2 separate regions of the Hordeum vulgare genome follow, and region 2 is linked to region 1. The links are chromatin contacts, called in public Hi-C maps. All regions are on one chromosome and are shown on one strand. Each heading gives the region's core, a stretch centred on a gene start, on an enhancer-like site or on the middle of the called end of the contact. The rest is flanking DNA. Distances are from core to core; before and after follow the strand shown. Region 1 holds the start of LOC123443103. Region 2 holds the start of LOC123443104 (MADS-box transcription factor 3-like).

Region 1 (3,490 bases), core at 843-3,342:
AGGGGCGGCCACAAAAATACAGAAATAAGGGGTTGAGCTTCGGATATTCAATTCAGATCTTGGAAGCATATGCTCCGTGTTTCATGGAAAATATATGCCAAGAAATATGAAAAACATAAACATGTTTATGTTCATATACAAATGCTATCTGCAATTTTTTTGGGAGGGGATGATTTAACCATTTCAATCTATGGGAAAAATCATTTTGAACGCCAATATTTTGGCAATTTAAGACCATTAAACTTTGATTTTCTTTTCATGGATGAAACACTGCTATTCCTTTTCGCATGAAAATTGTCAAGCACCCTTTGAATACTAATACGAACATCAACAAAACAAATCATATTTTTAAACATTTTACTATTTATATCGAATTTGTTGTTCATCCAAGAGCAAATGCTCCCCAGAGCTAAAGCAATTTGCCTTGGGCCTAGTTGTGCTAGGATTATTCATATTTTAATAGTTTTCTCAAAAGTTATGCATGTATACCCGTTTGAGAACTTGGGCTGGATTAGGATTATAGCCATCCTAGCCCAGGCTAGGCCCGGCAAAATATTAACCATTGTAATCATGTAACTTATCTTGTACCCCACTATTGGAAACAATCATGTGTATTGCGTTATTCGCTACTTGATCTTCACACACAACTGTTTTGAACTAAAATGAGGCAAGACTTGAACTTTCCCTTTGGTATTCTTTGGTCCCTATTACTTCTAAATTCGATTTCCCTTTCTATGATTAATTAAATTAATAAGTATACATTACATGGCGTTTAAGTGCCAGGGGATGATCCCATACGCATACTGGTAATTAGAGGAATTAGAAGGAGGGCACACCATGCAGACTGCGGAATTCATGGCCTTATGCAATGGACGTCGAATTACTGACTAGGGATGGAGGGAGATTTGTGAGGGTGAGACGCCGAGTCACACATGTATGCTAGCTACTTAGGCCGATCACATCGAGACAATGGCATGGGGGCGTCAAAGTCAAATTCGTGAAGAGAAAAATGTACAAATTTGGTAGGGATGTTTTTTAGTGGGCCTATGCCTTATGTACGAATTTGTCCCGAGGGGTAGATAAAAACCAGCTTAGGAACCTGAGGGAACTGAAGGTTTTTCGAAGGAAAAATTTGAGGCTAGGGGTTATCACGCCTAATGGGCTGAAGAGCTAGTACTTAGCGGGCCCTGCAAATTGGATGTTCTGTTTCATCGACAGGATGGGCCAAGCCTGGTTAGTGCCATCACATATCCCCAATTATAATATATATGTGTTCATATGAAGAATAACACAAAATCACCGTTTCTTGTGTTAGCGTGCGTAGTGTGCATGCCAACATATGTGGTTAACTGGACCATATAAGTTTTCGCACGTGTTCGAAAATTGAACTATAGTAGTAAACAGTAACGACACCTAGCGAACTATCATATTTACTCCTTTTAACTTTAGGATCAGCTTTTAAGCCTCTTTCTCAAACAAACAAATTGCAAAACTATACCGATTATGCGTTTGTGGATGAGCACAAAATACAAAAACATAGTCTAAGACACTACTAACACATGTAGCCAACCATCACATTTACACGTTTTAATTTAGGATTGCCTTTTTGAGCCTCATTTCCAAAACGAGCAAATAAAAAAAAAGAATAACCATGCATATAGCCCTATAAACAGCTAAGATTGTACTTTTGAAAGAAAACAGAAATTCACATGTGTTGCTTGAATGGGGTATAGGGGGGCTGAGTTGTGCGGCCCCACCGCGCAACAGTCGTTATCACATGATGACGCCCTCCGGCGAACCGAAGACCGTGATAGTGCAAGTTTACCTGCCATACAGACACAAAAATAAAATAAAGCAAAACAAATTGTCCGCTGTCCATCACCGGTCGCTGTCTGCAGCAGTAAATAGATATTGGCCACCGGGCACGACACCGATGCCAGCCAGGACATTAACTGCTGAAAAATCAATAAATTGTACCCAAAATAAGAGGTGGGAAGAGCGGGAAAAAAGTAAAATATTCGCATCGATCTCATCGAAGGCCACCTCGAATATTAAATACCATACGGTAATCGCCATCCTTTAAATACTTAGCTGCCTTTCCCTGCACCCACCCCTTTCCTCTCCCCTTCCTTCCTTCGAGTCTACTCCTTCTCCTCTCCCCCCAAATCACCAAACCCGGTGCGAAATCGGACGCAGATTTGCGCCGAGGAAGCGCGTAGACCCCGCGTCCATGGCCGCCGCCGCGTTCTCCATCAGGTTCGTGTTGAGGCACCGCGCCATCTCGTCGGTATTACGGTAGTTGTGTTTGTGTTTACCTTTTCCTGATCTCCGTCCGTGATCTGTCCGAAGGGAGTATGCGGCGAGCATGAGGGGCGGGACGGCAGCGGAGGGGCGGCGTCTCTTTGGAATCGAGGATCTCCCTCCTCTCAGGGCGCCGAGGTGCCGGTGGTGGGCGGACGAGGTCGCCTCCACCTTGGCAGCTGCAGCTCCTGCGGGGTCCCCGAGGAGGGCGCCAGCGAAGGCCAAGCCGCCGAAGAAGCGATCCCTTTCGGACCTCTTCGCCGCGTCACCTCCCTTGGCTCTGCCCCCTGCCAGTGATACCGGATGCAAAGAGCAAACGGAGGTCGACGGCGACGAGGCCCTGCGCGCGATCGCGAGGCGGGCCAAGGAGGAGAAGAAGCGAAAGAGGAAACGCCAAGAAGAGGACGAGACGGCGGTAGCGGCTGCCGCGCCGGAGAGCAGCGGAGGCCGAGAGCCCGAGGGGAATTTCGCTGGCAGAAAGGTACGTGGTCCAGCCCAACCCAAGTCTTCGCTGTGTGCCAATGCAATGATACCACGTCTGCTATTATTCCCACGTATTTTTATTTATTTTTACCTGCTAAGAATTGATGGAATGGTCGGTTCAGGTTTTGATTGATTTGCTGGACAGTAGGAAGATGGTTAGATGCTTGCTAGCTCCATGTTATTAGATTTTGGTTGTCTTATTACCACGCTATTAGTAGTATTTGCAGATAATGTGATTGCTATTTGTGGATACATTTTGTGTGGCCAATTAGTTGTGGTTCTATATACATGGGACCGACGCATGGCCTCGCAGGATATTTTATGCAACGATTCTGTATAGATGTGCCGATCCCAGTTCCAAATCTGCATAGTTAGTCCGTCAATTGCTGGCAGGTGCATGACGATTTTCTGGCAAAGCCTATACGGGGCTTGTGCTAACTGCTAAAATTAGAACGATCATTGTGTTTTCTTGGTACATTTGCTACTTCTTTACTATCTATATGTGGAAATATTGTTATTGCATGCTTAATTTGTGGACTTTGGTCGATTAGTCCAAGTCAGGGAAAGTGACATTCGTGTGAGGAACTGAGGATTATATTATGACCGCCAATAATCAACAAGAATCCGGTAGAAATATATGATGACCACGAAATCAAACCACTAGTGGTAGTGTACCCTAGACAGGCTAGCTGGTACTGCAGCATAG
Region 2 (3,959 bases), core at 1,276-3,775, 790 kb after region 1:
CCACACAGAATTGTTTTTCTTCTTCTTCTCTTGCTGTTCAAATTAAGCTAGAGATATCCTAATGCTTTGAACTACAAGGATTGAACTTCAGAAATCGTCTTGAATTAATCGACTAGACATAAATTAGGTGCCACTGATTTGTTTAAGTTCTATATATTGTTTTTACTGGCTTCATTGTCGAATACAGCAACGAAGGATCTAGTAGCATGAGACTGTGGCAAGAATTCTTGCAAAAACAAAATCACAGTCTGCTTTTTTGCCGAATACTAGTCCTTGGCCACTTCTCTAACTGTCTCCATGTACCCATTCTCCTTATGCATACCCAGGAAAGGTGGCTCTACATAAAAGTAGGCAGACAACCGCGCCAAAAGAAGCCATGCTTACAATTCCACGGCTTCTCCAACAAAATGCATTCTTGCTTCATCAACTGAATCGGAAATGTATCACCTTCTGAGAGTACTACCTTAGAAGCAAAGATCTTCACCAAACCGCACAACAGTTTTGCGCATGACAGTACACATATATATATATAAATACCACAAATTAAATATGGCATGCACGAACCACCCTGAGTTGCAGCAAGTAATAGAGGTCTAGATAGATCATCGGCTTTCGGCGATGTATGGAATCGTCGTCGCCGGGCAGGTGTGGCGCCCCAGGGCATTTGTCATGAATAAGACGCCGGTGCATTACATGTGGGCAGGAAGCATATGATACATCGATCACATTATGTGGGGAGATGGTGTTGGGCAGCTAGCAAGCTAGGGCCCCATGCATGAGTGGGGCAACTGAATGGAGCACTGAGTAAATAGGAGGTTGCTGGGTTATACATATCTGCATCCTGTGTGGCAAACTGAAATGGAACAGTGCTTGTGCGGTGTCACATGGGGATAGGGCACGCATTGACTCGTCTCCATATGTCTGTCCATTCTGACCAGTAAAAAACTTGCTAGTCATATGGGACATTACTGAACAAAGTAAAATAATTAATATGGTCGTCAATTCCACCAAAATTCGGCAAACAGGAGCATGGCAAAGTGTTATATGTCGAGTGCTCGGCAAATAGTTTATGTATTTCAAAAATCTAAAGGCTAAAAATCTGACGTGACCTTTTTAGGCATGGCAAATTGAATGTTTTTCATGGCAATTTATATTGACGCGAGGAATACAAATTTAGTTGGCGTACACGGTAATTTCCTGGCAAAAAACGATCTTAGACGGATTTGTCATGCTCGCAAACTAAAGTTGCCACCCTCGATAAACATAATTTACCATAAAAACGTTCGACCTGCCATGCCTAAAACTCTCATTGTTTGTTGGATGTTCGGTTCCATTTCAAAAGGAATAAAAATACTATGTTTGCCGTCAGACGACACTCAACAAACTCCGCCATACCTTCACCGTGTCGTTCTGTGGTGGGTTGGGACACGTGGCATTGGCTTTGCCGGGTGTCACGGTTCATTGAGTGCCTTGCCTAGATTAGTTGACTGCCTTGTCTTTGTTGAGCGGCATATCCATGATTTGTCGAGCGTGGTTGTTCTGCTTTGTCTGAGTATCCCATGAAAAACCTCGAGCAAAAAACGACGCACTCGGTAGTCAATTAGTCACTGATTCCACTTTTTCGAAAAAAGAGGATAACCTCTGGCCTCTACATCAGCGTGGTGCATGTGTAGCCATATTATTAAGCAAAATATCTGCAAATACCTGTGGTCCAGTACATGCTCAGTGAGAGCTGAAATGAAAGTAACAAAAAATAGTGTAAAATGTCACAACCAATAAAAATAGGACCAGATGACTAAACAACTAGCCTATTATTGGACCTCCATCCAAATTGATTGTAAATATTCCGTACTATCATCTTTCATTAGATAGACCCAGTAACCAAAGACTCCTTGGCTTCTGCAGGTGTACGTAACGATCATGTACGGGATCCAAGTAGTAGCCTTGTAGATAACCTACAAAAAATTAATCCGAATGATTCCACTAACGTGCAAAGTAATTAAACGCAAGTTGTTTTGCTGAAGAACTGAATAAATCACATCCACCTGTTTCCTTCTAAAATCACATACATAGATATATTTATGAAAGGATCCCCTAGAAAAAGAGATATGTGAAAGGAAGAAACCCAAAACAATGTTTTGTTCTGCCGCTAACCGTTTGGGGTCCCGGAGGTTAAAAAAAATGCATCAAGTTTCGGGGGCAATTAACAAGTGTATACCTATACAAATTCCTTTCACTGAACGAAAATTGTGTGACAAGTCTAAAATAAATACAGAAAAATACGAGCACCAATGTGCCAGGTGAAGAACTTGAATCCTGTGGGTTGGTTCCGAGTATACTCCCAAGTTACAGAGTTTACATGCTGATTTTAAATAGTGTGGATATGGACAAACTTACACGAGGGAAGGGAGGAATTAGTAAACCTAAAAAGTGAAGTAAGAAAAAACAAACACCAAGAGCCATAGGAATTGGCCACATCATCTCCTGCTAACTGCATATCTTCGCCCCCTCTTCCCTCCCTCCCCACCACCTCCCTTTAATACCTCTCCTCCTCCTCCTCCTCGTCCTGCCTATCCCACACTACATTCCTCTTTTCCTCTCTGGATCTCTCCCTCCAGCCTGCTAGCTAGCTCACAGAGGGACGTAGAGAGATCCTCCTTCCGTAGCATCCATGATGAGCATGATGGTAATTTGCTTCTTCTTGGCCATGGTCTTTGGGAATATATATATAGCTTCCTTTATTTTCCTTTTGCACAATCTGTGTTCATGTATGTTGCGACTTGCGAGTAGAATCTGCCTGCTACACGGCGAGGATTTAACTAGAGAGGGAGAGGGGCAGGAAAGAGCGAGATACAGGGCCGAAGATCCCTCTGATCTTTGGAGATCACCACCACAAATTAAAAAAGGAAGAGAAAAAATAGCCGAGTTTCCTTTTGATGATACACAGCGGAAGAGCCTGCCCAACAATAAAGCTAGCTAGATAGCGCAGATGCCATGAGCAGTTCTTGATTTGTTCGATATGTTTCCAGCTTCCACTATTTGTTAATCTTTGTTCTGTCGTTTGGTTTTTTCAGGCCGATTTGAGCTGCGGAGCTTCCGGTGTGACCGTGAATGATCATCAGCTGACGGCTCCGGCTCCGGAGGAGTCGGCGGTGGCGGGGAGCGAGAAGATGGGGAGGGGCCGGATCGAGATCAAGCGCATCGAGAACACCACCAACCGGCAGGTCACCTTCTGCAAGCGCCGCAACGGCCTCCTCAAGAAGGCGTACGAGCTCTCGGTGCTCTGTGACGCCGAGGTCGCCCTCGTCGTCTTCTCCAGCCGCGGCCGCCTCTACGAGTACTCAAACAACAGGTACGACCAAGACCAGACAAACTGTCATCCCTCCCTCAGCTCTCTCAGGTTACACAAAGTGTATATGGATGGATGTGTGTATGCATACATGATACATCTACATGGCATATGTTTATAGCACCAAGAAAGGCATGCATATGCATAGCATAGCACGCACATACCTCAGATCCTACTACTACTGCCGTGTTTGTGTCTTCTTTTATTATTTATCCTCTCAGTTTCTTGTCCAAATTGGAGCAAGTTTGCTCCTGGCTTTCTTGGGGCAAAGAGTTGGGAAGGTCAAATGGGAGCTGCATCTTTTGTTACTCCCTTCCGTTATTAACTGTCTTGTTTATTCTGGTGTTGCTGAGGGGGAAAGAAATTGCAGCAGTTGTTTCTTTTGTGACTGAGGCAAGCATATGCAGCTTGCTGTGGTTCTTTGCTGCTTTCCTTTGTGCTCCTGTGAGGTGAGCTAGATGTGTAGATAGATCTAGGACAGTGCTTGCTCTGTGTGGTATGTGTGTGTACATGCCCTGAGCCTTTTCTCTTTCTTGTGACTGTGCGAGTGAGGGAGAACATGGTGGTCCTGCCCTTTCCTTGCTCCATTTACCATGTTTCCTTTCTCCAC

What was found. Hi-C and Micro-C count contacts between places; a contact is called where the count stands out from the background.
Region 2: a Hi-C map of an unstated tissue shows a contact between it and region 1, with 6 times the contacts expected there. The contact joins the promoter of LOC123443104 here to the promoter of LOC123443103 in region 1. A contact is called at or near these places in 4 of 6 Hi-C or Micro-C datasets (leaf, seedling and an unstated tissue).

The regions. Positions count from the first base shown.
Region 1 is chr3H:92,306,981-92,310,470 of MorexV3_pseudomolecules_assembly, forward strand. It overlaps LOC123443103, which reads left to right and starts at 2,093. Exons shown (of 3, transcript XM_045119362.1): 1 at 2,093-2,256; 2 at 2,350-2,782. The coding sequence starts at 2,231.
Region 2 is chr3H:93,100,894-93,104,852 of MorexV3_pseudomolecules_assembly, forward strand. LOC123443104 (MADS-box transcription factor 3-like) reads left to right here and starts at 2,526. Exons shown (of 10, transcript XM_045119364.1): 1 at 2,526-2,686; 2 at 3,075-3,352. The coding sequence starts at 2,672.